Linked DNA regions of Sus scrofa: regions 2, 3 and 4 are each linked to region 1. Evidence: chromatin contacts called from public Hi-C and HiChIP or PLAC-seq data. All regions are on one chromosome and are shown on one strand. Each heading gives the region's core, a stretch centred on a gene start, on an enhancer-like site or on the middle of the called end of the contact. The rest is flanking DNA. Distances are from core to core; before and after follow the strand shown.

Region 1 (3,444 bases), core at 451-2,950:
TAGCCTGGGAACCTCCATATGGAGCGGCCCTAGAAAAGGCAAAAAGACAAAAAATAAAAAAATAAAAAATAATAAAAAAAAGACAAACCACTCTGCATAAAGCACTTTGAGGGTTCTAGTTGACAGTAAATCCATGTGTAGAAAACTGTGATGCCACAATTTAAAAACAGAACATAAATAAACTTATAACCTGTCCACAGACACACAATTCCAGAAGAGTGAAGGACTAAATAGAATGAATAAATGGAAAAAAGCTAAAGAACCAGTTAGTATAAGGAGGAGATCTGAAAAACCAGGCATAAAAATGAACTTTAAGTGTCTGAAAATCAGCCCTGTGGAAGAAGAATGGAACTTTATTGTTAAATGGAGGTCCCTGGTTCTCATACAGGAATTTTGACCCAGCAAATCTCAGGTAGAGTGTAGGTGTCTGTTTTTCCAACCATCATCAAGTGGTTCTAGGCAGTGGTCCATGGGCCAAACTTGGAGAAACATTACACTATATGCTCCCAGCTTCACAGTAAGAACTGCCCACGCCTTAGCTTCGAAACTCACCAAGCAAGAATGGTCTAGAAGGATTCAGATACCACAGCTTGTCAGGCTTCTTTAAAGGCAACTTCTGATCCAGAGATTCCAGGACATCTATCATGTCAAAGAGCTTTCAAGTTGTATATTCTAAATGCAGAGTGAACTACTTTGACTCTAGTCCTGATTCTTCCGCAAACTCACTCTGGTGCCTTGGGGCAATCACTTTATAGACCCTTCTCATCTACACACCTTATAAATTTAGAAGGTTCCCCTAGAGATGACCCCTTCAACTCGAATGTATGATTTAATGTCAAAGGGCATTTCAAAGAAAATACCTAAGTGTAAATAAACCACACAATTCCAGTATCACATGTAAGCTCAAAATAGACTTTGTATCCACTAGACAACCACCAGGTGGTTAAATTAAACGATTCCACCAAACAATATGGCCAGAAGACACTGGTGTCATCATTTTCCTGCACCAGAAACCTAACTCATTCAACTTTCTCTACCAGCCAACAGATTTTAAATTTTAAAGGTCATTAGATTCCAAAGATCCTAACTCAGAAAACACGCGCTAAACAACACGCGGGATTTAAGGCCAGCCAAGTGTACGGGATCGCGGACCAAGTACACTCGTCCTTGTTAGCAGGAGACCTGGGGGTACCAGGGTTTGCCAAGCAGAAAACTGCCGGGGGAGGAAAGACAGAGGCGACTCCTTAGCCATGAGGCGAGCCAGGCCTCTCCTCGCAGGACACCGGTAAACTTGAGGCACCCCAGCCAGACCCTCACTCCAGGGGCGAGGACAAGTGCCAGGCTGGGGCGCGGGGATCAGCCGGGGAACCGCGCTTGCGCGGGAAAGGGGCTTCCAGCCCGGGACTCACCTCCTGGTCTTCGTTGGCACTCATCGCACCGGTCACGGGGTGCCTCCCGGGCGGACTGAGTTCGCGACAACGAAGGGAAAGCGAGTGCAGCGGCCCCGAGGATGCAGCGTCCCCACTTCTACGCCCTCGGCTGCGGAGGCACACCCTTCACATTGAGTACGAGAGTCACGCGCGCCCTCGGCCCCTGAGCAACGCAAAGCAGTCTTCTGGGGGCTGTGGGAGGGGACCCGACAGCCTAGGCAGCTGGGGCGCCGGAGCGTGGGAGGAGGGGCTCCGAGCGGTAACGACAGAGGCCCCGCCTCCTCCTTATGGCTTTTCCTATTGGCTGGTTCTCTCCCCGCCCTCAACTCCTGCTCCTATAAAATATGAAGCGTCTTCTTACGCTTTGCGGAAAAGCGTAAAGTTCCGGGATGGCGATTGGTGTAGCGCACTGTCACTCAGGCTCAGAAAGTGCTTCCTGTGCCTGCGCAGGTGGGCCCTGGGACGTCTGAGGTGCTGGCTCTGGCTCTGGGGCGGTGGCGGTCTCAAGGTTTCTGGCGTCCTCTGACATCCTTGCCTTTTCCCCTTACTCCTCACCCGGCTGGCGGCGGCCCACCACTGCTGCAGCGGGCCCGGGCGTGCGGCCTGGGTGAGTCCGGGTCGGGAGATCAGCAGGGCCGGGCGAGACCGCCGAGGGAGGGAGCTAGAGTTTAACAGTGCTGGTTTGGGGGGCCTGCGAGTTCTTACAGCGTCTACGAGTGCATTTCTTTTTTAGTTTTTGAAGAAAAGATGCACCTGTTTCTGGGGCCTCCTGGGTTAAGGGGGAGGAAAGGAAAGGAGAAAGCGTCTGTCTTAAGGGCTGCAGCATTTCCTTTCCGCCTTTGCTCATTGGAACTACCTGGGCGGGGTTCTGCGACCCTGGGGACGGCATCGTTTCCTAAGTCAGACTGTTGCTTCACATCCTCAACATCAGCTTTTGTTTTACCATCCCTGCCCCAAACTGTCGTTCCTCTTTTAATCGTTTTATAGTCGGACTTCTTTGGATTCCCATCCTTATTGGCCTTGTGTCCTGCACTCTGAACCTCCGTTAATTAAAAAATAGTTAATGCATTTTTTTAACCTGCCACTTTGATTAGGTCACTTTTCTTTGCAATCTGTTATTCTTTCTATGAATGTTTCTTATTATTTTATGACCACGCCAGCTTCCGGGCGACTTCCTTCGCATTGCAAGATGTCCCATCCAGAGTGTTCACTTACTACTTGCGCACCTTCTTCCATGTCTTGGTTGCTTCACTGGTTTCTTCTAGGAGATCTGGAAATTTCTCCCATAGGCTGTCATCGAGATCCATACAGTTTTTGCACTCATCCTTTGCTGATAGTCTTCCCATTTTTTTGGCTGAAGAATTGGCGCAGCCACTTCAAATGACAAAGCTTTCTAAGGTAGAATGTGGCAAAAATCTCCGGTAAAATTTTCGTATGGCAAATTTGTACAGGTGCTGTATTTTAAAGCTTCACTATCCGGTGTAGTAGCCAGAAGCAGTATGTAGCTATTGAGCATTTGGAATAGGCTAGCCTGAAATGAGATGTGCTCTGAGTGTACACACCAGATTTCGAAGGCTTAGCATAAAAGAGGTAAAACATATTGCTATTAACTTTTATAGTAATGTTGAATTGATAATGTTTTTGGACATGTCGGTTAAGTAGAATATTATTAAAATTAATTTCTCCTGTTTCTCTTTAATATGACTGCTAGAAAGTTTAAAATTATGTGGTTTATATTACATTTCTCTTGGGCAAAATTGTGATTTTTAAATGCTTAAAAGTCATATCTGTTTCCCCTTATTTCCACTCCACGTTCAAAGACCATAGCTAATTCTCTTGAGCCCCTGAGATTATTAAAGGAAAGGGGCCTTTGGGACCCTGTCTAGACTCTCTGGTACCCAAATTGTGTTTTAACTATCTTTTTTATTTTCACTTCCCAAATTACCTCAAACTAGAATATTTCTTTTTCTGAACATGCAGTCCTTAGCCCTCAAAGCTTAATTCTGTCCTCAAA
Region 2 (3,444 bases), core at 485-2,984, 100 kb before region 1:
CAAGTATAGATATGACTAGGCGCACACACACACATCTTCTTTACCCATTCATGAACATTTAGTTTGCTTTCATGTCTTGGCTATTGTAAATACTGCTGCAATGAACATTGGGGTCAATGTACCTTTTCAAATTATGGTTTTCTCCTGATACATGCCCAGGAGTGGGATTGCAGGATCATATGGTAGCCCTAGTTGGTTTTTATGGGGGGCGGGGGGCATGCTCTCAGCATGCAGAAGTTCCTGGCCCAGGGTCTGAACCCACACCATAGCCTCAACCCAAGCCATAGCAGTGACAGCACCAAATCCTTAACCTGCTATGCCACAAGGGAACTACTTCATTTTTGTTTTTTAAGGAATCTCCATACTGTTATCCATAGTGACTGCACCAGCTTACATTCCCACCAACAGCGTGGCAGGGTTCCTTTTTCTCCATACCCTCGCCAGCATTACTATTTGTAGATTTTTGGATAATGGCCATTCTGACCAGTGTGAGCTGATACCTGATTGTAGTTTTGATTTGCACTTCTCTCATTTCTCCTCTAAAGGCAACCCAAGCTGGCTCAGGGCACTAATGGGCTGTCTACTTCTAATGGTCCAGAGAGAGTCAACACTTCCCTACTCCTAATCGAAGCCACACCGCCCCACATTGATTTTCGAAAGTTCCCTTCTTTTTCTCTGAATCCTTACTCCCTCCAGTTCATTAAGTCTTTGTATGGTGAGAGGGCTTAAAAAAATTTTTTAGTCCAATATATAGTACTCTTCTTAACTTTGTGGTCCATGGTCTATGCCTTGAATCTTCATGTGCAAATTCAAACTTTTAAGGAAAAACAAAAACAAACAAAAAAACCAAAACATGTATCTTTTTGTCAAGTACCTGGCTTTTGCAAACGAGAAATAACTCCAGCTTTCTGACCATATTGCTTTTATTATAACTTTAACAATGGATTTTGAAATCCAGGCTCTATTTGCTCTCCCTGCAAGGCAATGAAGCCCCTGGGTGGAAGGCTACAAGACGAAAAGAAAAAAGTGAGAAAATTCTTGGTTTAAAATGTGCAAATATCATCCAGGTATGTAAGCACAGATTCTTTTACTTGCTCTTTCCCCCATGCCAAAGAATACATGAAAGGAAAACACCATGAAATTTCTCTAGTCTTTTAAATTGCCAGATTCCCACATATTTTCACCCCTCTAAAGCTTTAGGGAAATAGGAAAGAAGAGCAAAACTAGAAGCAAAATCCCAAGCTTCAACAGTTCTCTGTGCCTATGCCTTTTATGTCATTTCATTTGGCATGGCAGGAAAAGTGGGCACTATTGATTTCATTTACTAGCTGAATTTTGCTTATTCCAGTATGCATATAAATTACATGGCTTTTTCTTTCTTTTTGCTTGTTTGATTATTGTTTTTTGTTTGTTTGGTTGGTTTTTGTTTTTGTCTTTTTAGGGCGGCACCCAGGGCATATGTAAATTCCCAAGCTAGAGGTCTAATCAGAGCTACGGCTGCCAGCCACAGCCACGCCAGATCTGAGCCGTGTCTGCGACCTACACCAGTTCATGACAACTCCGAAAACTTAACCCACTCAGGGAGACCAGGGAGGGAACCCGCAACCTCATGGTTCCCAGTCGGATTCGTTAACCACTGAGCCATGACGGTAACTCCTATTCTAATTATTTTAAATTCAAAATCAACAAATATTTAGTGAAAGCAAATTTTATTATTTCGTAATTTATCATTATGTTATCACTTATCTTTTTATTAAATTTTATTAACCATAAAATACCCAAATGCCTAATATTATTGGAAATAATATTGGAAACAACAGGCAAGCCGGCAGTAATGATTTAAGTGTGGACACTCAAATATTTAAAAAATGCAAAAAAAAAAAAAAAAGAAAAAAGAAAGCTTTAAGAGGGGAAGATTTGAGGCGAAGAGACAAACGCACTTTCCCAAGTCGCCTCCTGACCATCGACCAGCGGGGCTACTGTTTGTTAATCTAAGGAGACACGACAGAGACTGCAGGTCCTTGGCGCAGCGTTTAAGTTACTGACTAAAACCCACCAGAGGGGAAGACGTACTGCCCGTGCTGAACTGCGTAAACCAAACCCAAGTCTGTAGGGCCAGGACTAGTTTTCAAAGACTGGGCTCCACAAGGCAACCCCGAACAGGATTAAATATTACCTTATTACCTTTATTATTAGTACAATTTAAGTTAATATGCGCCCGCACATTCCTGAATGCCCCGCGACCCGGACTGCCTCGGAAGGCCTCGCTTGTCTACACTTGTCTACAGAGCTGGAAGCCGTTTTCTGCATAATGGAAATTTGGAGCGAGTTTTGTTTACTCTGGCCCGCTCAAAATCGGCGTCTTACTGCCGAGACGCCCAGACCTCGCGTCCGGGCGGCGGCTAAAGTCCGGGAGGACGCGCCCCGCACGCGATAACTCGGCCCTCCCGGCGCGGGAGGGAGGCGGCCAGAGGGCGCGGCGTCACAAAGCCGACCGGAAACGAGGAGTCTTGGAGTCCAGACCGAGGGGGTCCCGGGCGACTCCACTGGCCGCGCGCCCTAGCGGGGCGGGAGGCGCACGCCCACCTCCCCTCGCCCCGCCTCCACTCCCCTCCCCTCCCCTGCGGCCGGGGCTGCAGCGCCGCGGCTGCTCGCGCGCCGCAAAGCGTCCTGGGAGAGCCGGATCACGCCGGAAGGACGCTTGGGCGCTCGGCGGCGGCGAGGTTATAAAAGGGAAGGAGCCGGCGGCGGGCGGAAGTGGGCGGTTCAGCTGCTCTCGGCTCTGTTGTTTGGTGTTTGGGCCTTCCGAGGGGCGTTCTCTGGATAGCCGCCGGTGCAGGCCTCAGTGACAGGGCCGCTCGCCCGCGCTCCCCGCCACCTTCTCGGTGCAGCATCCGCTCCTGGCCTCCGCGACCCTCAGGCCCAACATGGCGCAGGAGGTGTCGGAGTACCTGAGCCAGAACCCGCGGGTAGCCGCCTGGGTGGAGGCGCTGCGTTGCGACGGCGAGACCGACAAACACTGGCGCCACCGCCGGGAGTTCCTGCTCCGCAACGCCGGGGACCTGGCCCCCGCCGGCGGCGCTGCCTCCGCTCGTCCGGAGGAGGCCGCCGATGCGGAGAGCGGGACCCGAAATCGGCAGCTGCAGCAGCTTATCTCCTTTTCCATGGCTTGGGCCAACCACGTCTTCCTCGGGTGCCGGTGAGTGAGCAGGCTTCCCTGAGCAGCTCTCTTGGATTTGGCTTCTGCCCCGGCCTGGGGCCCGGAGCCCTAGGCGTGGAGGGGAAGCGGTGAAGCGCGGGAAGCTGCGGTGCCGTCTGCCCTCTAAGGGCGAGAAGGGCATCCCTCCCAGAAGCCGACATGATGAACCGTCTGGAGGTGCCCCCGTTGACTGGGGAGCTGCTGGTGGAGTTGCTGGCCTTGAGCTGACAAAGCTTTGAGGGGAG
Region 3 (3,444 bases), core at 330-2,829, 94 kb after region 1:
GAAGGAGAGAAATAAATGAGCAAACCAAATGTAGGAAAATGCTAACACTTGGGGAATCTGGGTGAAGATACTTGAGTATTCTTTGTACTATTCTTGCAACTTTTCTCTAAGTCTGAAATCATGTCAAAAATTAAAAATTGCAAATTAAAAAAATTGTCACAAATATAACATCTTTTCCTTCCATTTTTCCAGTCATCTCCATTTCCTCTCTTCCAAGACCCAGGCATTCTCAAGGAGGGTGAAGAATGTGGCAGCAGTGGTGCAAATTGAGGCTTGGTGCTAAAGCACTAACAGCCAGGCAAGAAACTATCAGGTCTCACCACCCTGTGGGCACCTGGGAAATTCTGAGGGCAGGATGTATCATCATGGCTGCCTTCCTCATGCCAAACCCAGTCCCCTCCCTGGTAGTCTAGTGATTAGGATTCAGTGCTCTCTCAAACCTAGTCCTTGGCTTTCTGAGGCCTGAGGAGCCCCTGGCTTCTGTGTCAAGTGTGACACACATTCTCATGCTGACTGCAACTCTTATTATCTGAGAGGACTTTACAACCATTTCCTTGCACCATGCTTTCTGCAGTCCAGAGGTGTGGGCTGAGTGGGGCCTTATCCCATTTTGCAGATGGGAGAAACTGGGATTCGGCCACGTGCCCAAGGTCATCCTCAGTAAGATTAAAACCCAGGTCCTCAGACTTGGTTTTAGTAACTTTTTCATGATAATAGAATTCAGGATACCACAGCAAACACCACAGCGATCCCTCCCGCCACACAAGCTCAAGCTGGACAACGTTTATACTAGTTCAAGCATTTTCAAAGTGTGGTCAGGACCATCAGCAGCAGCAGCAGCTGGGAATTTGTTAGAAAGAAAAAATATTAGGGTCCATAGCAGACCTATTGAATCAGAAGAAGTGAGACCCACATCTAGGTACCCATATTTTGACAATGCTGCAGGTGACTCTGAATCTTCAGTTTGAGAAGCTGCTTCAGGCAAATGTAGTATGAAGCATTAGGGGTTAATTGGGGGTCTAGATATACAATTAGTCTTTCTCAATGAGAAAAAAGCAAACCAGAGTTTGTACAGAAAGAAGCTTAATGAAGTGGGGTTTGTTTTTGCTATTATTATTATTATTAAGAAGCATAACCATTACCTTTCCTGGTAAATTTCCGTATCCTCTTCTTAAACTGGTCGTTGGGTAGGTAACACTAGGAATTACTGGGTTTCTTCTCCAGCAGGCCCACAGTACATGATGGAGCCAAAGGAAGAGAGTTCCACAAGAGTTTGGGAGGAGGGACTGATGACAATTTTTCGTGCTTGACTAAGTTTTTTAAAAAGCCACTTCCAAGGGCACATTAACCAGTCAGCGAAGCCACTTGTTCCAGCAGGAGGTGGGAGGTGGGGGCGGGGTGGAGCGTGGGGAGGAGCGACACTCACAGGTCGGGAATCGGTGCCTTCCAAGTGTCGCCCAGCGTCCCCGGCCCCGCCACCTAAACGCACACCTCCGGCCATCCCTACCCCCTCTGCCACTTCCCGCTGCGGACTCTTGGGGATTCCTCCGGCCGAGTCCAGCAGGAGGGTTCCCGAGATCAGCGTGAACTGCCCGCCTCCTCCCGCGTCCCCGCCCCCCGCCGGGGCCGCCGGGCGCCGAGGGAGGCGAGGGTGCCACGGCTGGAAAATGAGCGGTGCCCGGAGGGTGGCCCATAGCTGCAGGTAACGCGCGCCAGCCCTCGGTCTGAGCGGGCCCCGCACACCCTCCCTCCCCGCGAGGCTGCGCCACAGGGCGCGGGGTCGGGGGGGTGGCAGGACGGGGTGGGGGGAGCCATTTACGCTCCCCCCTTGTCGCGCAGCCCTGTTAGCGCGGCTGTTTTCCGGAGCGGCGGGAGGCTACGGCTGCGGTGAGCGGGGTTGCTCGGCGGGCGCCCGATGCCTCGGAAGATGGAGAAGTTTCTGCAGATCGCGCCTCACTCTCTGGCCATCGTCCTGGGCCCGGCCGAGGGGCCGGCGGGGGAGAGGTCGGAGGCCCCCCCGCCCGCAGCCCCGGCCCAGCCCCGGCAGCTAGCCCGGCACCACATCGGCTACGAGATCTTCGCGACTTCAAAGCCGAGAACATGCAGCACTTCTGGAACAAGAAGGTCACGGCCGCAGTGGCCGAGACTTTCTTCCTGGGCTGGATCGACGAGCAGGTCCTCCTGATCCAGGGCAAGGAGGAGCATCTGGAGGCGCTGCGCGAGGGCTGGTCACGCCGGGCGCTGCGGCCGCCCTCGGGCTTCCACATCCGCTACCTCGGTGAGTCCGGCCGCGCCCGCCCCGTCCCGTCCCGTCGCGTCTGCCGCGGGAGCCTCCCCGCCCCGCCCGAGCCGGCGCGCAGGCTCGCTCCCCCGGGCGCCCGCGCCTCCCTCCACCCTCGCGCCGCGCCGGGGGAGGGGCCGGGGTCTGGGCGAGCGCGGGATTGGGGAGCTTCCTGGCAACTACACCTTGGCTTGTGTCTTTGCGAGCACGCCGCCCCCGGCCGGCCTGCGACAGCCTCTCTGTTGCACCGGCGGGGCGGTGCCTGGGGCCGGCCAGGTGGGCGGCGGCGCGGAAGGCTCGGCGGGTCAGCGGTGGCTCGGGGTCTGCGGGTCTCATCTGCTGCGCGCGGCTCCGTTCGGGGGCGCGTGTGCGGACGCGGGAGAAGTGGAGAAAGAGCGCTCGGGCGGCTTCAGGTAGCGGCGGGCTTGGCCGCGGGTGGAGGCGGCGGGCAGTCCAGGTGCGCGTTCTTTTCCGGGCCGGCGACCCAGCCCCTCCGCGCCAGCTCGGGCCACGCGTTCCCCCTCCTCCGAAGTTGGTTGACTTTTAAGCCGCCGGCATTTCCGTGCTAGAGCTGTAGGTTTAAAAGTCTTGCCTTCACTGCATCTTCCTTCAAGTCATTTTGTGAGTTGGAAGGAAGGGAGGGACAAGAGGCAAACAGAAGCAAGTGTGATTCTTAACCAGAAAAGAAAGCAGTGTTGGGGAAGAGATCCTGAAAGGAGATAGTCGCTGCCGACCTTCCAGTGTTGTCTCGACCTGCTTTTTTTTTTTAATTTTTTTTAATTGCATTGCTTTGTATGTATTTTTCTTAATCCAGTGTGCCTTTCTTTTAGACCATACTTTTTAGTTTTGTGCTTTGGCTCGGTGGCTCAAAGCGTATGCGGTAAATGGTAATGTTTTGCGAGCCGATTTCAGGAAAGAAAGCATTCTTTCCAGCTCCATGATTTAGAAATTCTTTCATGACATTTTGGGAGAGGTCAAAAGTTCAAAAGCTAAAAGCCGCCCTTTTTCGTTAGCCAGGGTTGCTATGCTACCTTACTCTGAAAGAATAGCTTTACCTGCTAATGCTCCTTCCTCTATGCATATGGCAAATTTATGGCATTTTTTTGTTTTGTTGTGTTTTTAGTTTTGCACAGCAGAAATCTCTACAAAGCTTCCCTTAAATT
Region 4 (3,444 bases), core at 302-2,801, 72 kb before region 1:
AAACACAAGCTCAAAAATCATTATCTGGATTTTTTTTTTTTTTTTGCTTCCTTTCAGCTTGTTCAATAGGATTATGAAAGGTGAAAATAATGCTCTAAAAGTTTTACATTTGCATATTCATCCTCCCTTCATCTCATGCTCTTCTGTTCTTGGAGGGAGTGCTCTAGGTATTCAGAATCACTGCCTTTTCTCACTTCTACTTTCTAACCATGTGTCATATCTGCCTGCAGATCACTATTTAGGCTGAATAAAATCATAGGTGCATTCTATGTCTAATCAGAATCAATAAATAATAAGACATTGTGCATTATTTGGGGCCTTCAAAAAAACCCTAACCGATTTAAATCTATGTGTAAACAAAACTAGTAAGGTTCAGGCAAAAAGTGATAAAATTCAATTTTTCACAGTGACTGTTTTTTGACAAGATCTGGCTGCTTAACCTAAGAGATTTAAAGGAGGACAACAATAAGAAACCTAGATGATTCTCTGAAATACAATACTACACTGCCTGGGTTGAAGTGGTCAAAACCTCAAAGTGTCACAGGAAAATAGCACATGACAATCTTCGAGTCCTGTGTAATATTACTTTGTTCCCAAGACTCAAATTTCCAAGAATGCTTTGTTTCGGCTTTAAAATTTAAAATATCCTGTACCTCAAGGTCTAGATTTCTCTTTGCATGTCAATGGTAACCATACTATTAACAGCTATTTCAAAAGTACTCTAAATAGGTCACCATGCAAGTGCACCACCGCGGCGAACCAAATGGATATAAGGAGAAATCCAAATTTATCACCCACTCACGTTTTCTTTTTAACTCAAATGTGCTACTCACAATAGTGTTTGTTTACTTTGGCACGCCATTAAAATTCTCTTTGTATTAGTTCTCTTTACACCCGTTTCTTCCAAAAACACACGTCATTATACAAACTGAGTCCATCTGAAATTAAAATTAGCTCCTCTGCCTGGCATTTCAGTTTACAAAAGACAGAAATTAAACCCTGTCGACCGATCACCTAGATGAGGACGTGAACCTGATTCCTAATTAGGTTTTTCCTCGCGTCTTCACCACCCCTTGTCCTCGGGCCCCCCAGTGTTTTTCTGTCTTAGAGGAGAAAGATGTTAAGGTGGTGGTGAACCTCAAGCCGCCAGGAAGCCCTAGCCGACGTTTAATGCTTAAACGTTCTGATCCCCCGGGGGGAAACTTTTTTCTTTTTCTTTTTTTAAGGTTACCCGTTGGACAGTTTTCAGGGCAGTCAGCCCACACTAAACTCGATCTCCCAAGAGCGGGAGGGTGGACAAAACCTGCACGGTCGTGGGACGGCGCGGGGGGGCCCCGCGTCTGAGGAAGGGTGGGACCTCGTTGAAGCCAGGAGATTCAAAACACGGATCGACTAAGGGAGAAAGAAACCTCAGGGGGCTGTGGGGGCACCGCCTACCTCCGCGATCAGCCCCGGATGCTCCGGGAGCCTACAGGCCGCGGCGGGAGGAGGACCGAGCCCGAGGGCGGTGCCGAGCGGGCGGGCACACAGCCGCCGCGCATGCTCGGAGCCGCGCCCGCTGCAAGCCGCCGCGTCGACCCGCAAGGCCTCCCTCCAGGGTCGCGGCGGAGAGCCACCGCCCGCTGCTCCTTTTAAGGCTTGCGAGGGGCCGCGCTTGATCCACCTGATGGGGGAAAAGTCGGTAACACCGGGCTGGGGGAGCTGGTCCAAGCTTCCCCCTCCCTGTGGGAAGGACGAAAGGGAGGACTCAGCCGTCAGCCCCCGCAAGTCCCATTCAGACCTTGAGCAAAGAGGTGGACTTGACAGTGCTTCCCCTTTAAGAGGGGGCGGTGCGCAGCCTGCCGTTTGGCTGCCCTTCGCACCCTCCCCCCGCCCCGGGCCGAGAGTTTACAGACCAATCACCCGGGTGGCGGAGGGAAGGCGGGAGAATGCGAACCTTTCGGTAGGGCGGTAGGGGCGGGCCCCCGGCCTTATTAGGAGGGAGGCCTGCGCAGGCGCAGACGCGTCCGCAGCCGGAGGGGCGGGGGCAATCCAGTGAGAGACTCTCCGACAGGCACCGAGGGTGATTGGGAGGAAAGGGGCAGCGAAAGGCTTGTCATGGGGTTCCGAGCTGCGAAGCGGCATCGGTAGCATCTGGGGATTTTGAGGGGGACAGGAAGTGTCAACGCCCGGGACCCCGGCGCCAGCTCCGCTGGGGGGATCCCCGCTGCTCTAGTCCTGGGGAGGGAGGGGAAAAAGGAGGGAGCCCAGATCTCGCCCCGCCCCTGGGCTTGTTACCGCGGGGGCGGGGAGTGAGGGCTTCTTTTTGGGGGGAGTGGAGATCGGGGGACTCGGCTGTGCCCTCCTGAGCGGCTGCGGGTGTCCCCGCGGCGCCGGGCTGCGGAGCAGAGGAGCCGCGGCGGCCGTGGCTGTTGCATGAGTGGCTGCTGGATGCGGAGGCGGCGGCGGCGGCGGCGGCGAGGAGCAGCAGCGGCGGCAGGATGTTAGGGCAGCAGCAGCAGCAACTCTACTCGTCGGCCGCACTCCTGACCGGGGAGCGGAGCCGGCTTCTCACCTGCTACGTGCAGGACTACCTCGAGTGTGTGGAGTCGCTGCCCCACGACATGCAGAGGAACGTGTCCGTGCTGCGAGAGTTGGACAACAAATATCAAGGTAGGGGCCGCGGGACTGCCTGTGCGGGTCCTCCCCCAACTCATCCGCTGGCCGCCGGGCACGGTCCCTCGGAGCCTGCCTGGGGAAGTGCCGCTTTCCATTTCTCCTGTGACAGTCTCCCCGAGTGTACAGAGGGGTCTGGTGTGTGGGACGGGAGAACGGGACTGGAGACGGGGTTCGCGGCCCTCCCTTCCCCCTGCGGTCGGCGAGGACTTCTCTTGGAGTCTCAAGGGTGGAGGTGGGGGCGGCTCGACAGCCCCCGCTGCAGACCCGGAGGCTGCAGCTGGTGTGGAGGGGAATCAGCCATTTTAAGCAGCAAGCATTTGTTCCGGCGCTCCCCTGCCCGGTGCCGCAGACCCTCCTGCCCCGGCCGGGGAGTGTACGGCCAGGCGGGGCTGTGGGGAGTGAGCGGCCGGCCGCGGCCGGACTCCCGCTGGTCTCCTGGGCCTGGCTTTCCCCACCCCCCAGGTGGGCCCCCACTCCTTGAGAGCAGATGCATTGGAACGTGCGAGGGGGAGGGGGCTAGAGGGCTGCGAAGGCGGCCTCCGGGGAGGTCCCTCCGTCGGCTCTCAGGCTCCGGACTCGGGAATAGTAGTCTCCTCTCCCGCCCCAGGGAAAGTTCCGGGCCGTAGCCTTTCCCAACTTGTTCAGCCAAATGGTTAAAGGGCTAGGGGGGTCCCTGCGGGGAAGGAAGAGGGTGTGTGTGTGTGTGTGTGTGCGCGCGCGCGCGTGTGTGTGTGTGTGTGTGTGTGGCGGGGAGGGCCCCCACTTGGGGGCGGGGCCTGAGGCCGT

Evidence for each region. Hi-C and Micro-C count contacts between places; a contact is called where the count stands out from the background. HiChIP or PLAC-seq counts read pairs in DNA pulled down with a chosen protein or histone mark.
Region 2: an H3K27ac HiChIP or PLAC-seq map of skeletal muscle shows a contact between it and region 1. The contact joins the promoter of CDKN2AIP here to the promoter of RWDD4 in region 1. A contact is called at or near these places in 2 of 5 promoter capture datasets (fetal liver and liver), 12 of 47 Hi-C or Micro-C datasets (alveolar macrophages, embryonic fibroblasts, epiblast stem cells and 6 more) and 2 of 2 datasets of contacts at active chromatin or transcription factors (alveolar macrophages and skeletal muscle).
Region 3: a Hi-C map of heart right ventricle shows a contact between it and region 1, with 2.2 times the contacts expected there. The contact joins the promoter of STOX2 here to the promoter of RWDD4 in region 1. A contact is called at or near these places in 4 of 47 Hi-C or Micro-C datasets (embryonic fibroblasts, epiblast stem cells, fetal heart ventricle and 1 more).
Region 4: a Hi-C map of skeletal muscle shows a contact between it and region 1, with 3 times the contacts expected there. The contact joins the promoter of ING2 here to the promoter of RWDD4 in region 1. A contact is called at or near these places in 1 of 5 promoter capture datasets (liver), 14 of 47 Hi-C or Micro-C datasets (alveolar macrophages, blood, embryonic fibroblasts and 9 more) and 2 of 2 datasets of contacts at active chromatin or transcription factors (alveolar macrophages and skeletal muscle).

Annotation. Positions count from the first base shown.
Region 1 is chr15:44,987,840-44,991,283 of Sscrofa11.1, forward strand. It overlaps RWDD4 (RWD domain-containing protein 4), which reads right to left and starts at 1,701. Exons shown (of 8, transcript XM_013984029.2): 1 at 1,410-1,701. The coding sequence starts at 1,433. It overlaps TRAPPC11 (trafficking protein particle complex subunit 11), which reads left to right and starts at 1,797. Exons shown (of 30, transcript XM_003133337.5): 1 at 1,797-2,037.
Region 2 is chr15:44,883,869-44,887,312 of Sscrofa11.1, forward strand. CDKN2AIP (CDKN2A-interacting protein) reads left to right here and starts at 1,735. Exons shown (of 3, transcript XM_021074832.1): 1 at 1,735-3,199. The coding sequence starts at 2,928.
Region 3 is chr15:45,082,224-45,085,667 of Sscrofa11.1, forward strand. STOX2 (storkhead-box protein 2) reads left to right here and starts at 1,580. Exons shown (of 5, transcript XM_021075612.1): 1 at 1,580-1,702; 2 at 1,840-2,278. The coding sequence starts at 2,101. It overlaps LOC110256910, which reads right to left and starts at 2,102. Exons shown (of 3, transcript XM_021074728.1): 1 at 1,953-2,102; 2 at 1,143-1,876. The coding sequence starts at 2,102. The coding sequence ends at 1,205.
Region 4 is chr15:44,916,044-44,919,487 of Sscrofa11.1, forward strand. It overlaps ING2 (inhibitor of growth protein 2), which reads left to right and starts at 1,552. Exons shown (of 2, transcript XM_003133342.5): 1 at 1,552-2,652. The coding sequence starts at 2,481. It overlaps LOC100621235 (a long non-coding RNA gene), which reads right to left and starts at 1,523. Exons shown (of 5, transcript XR_001301384.2): 1 at 1,438-1,523.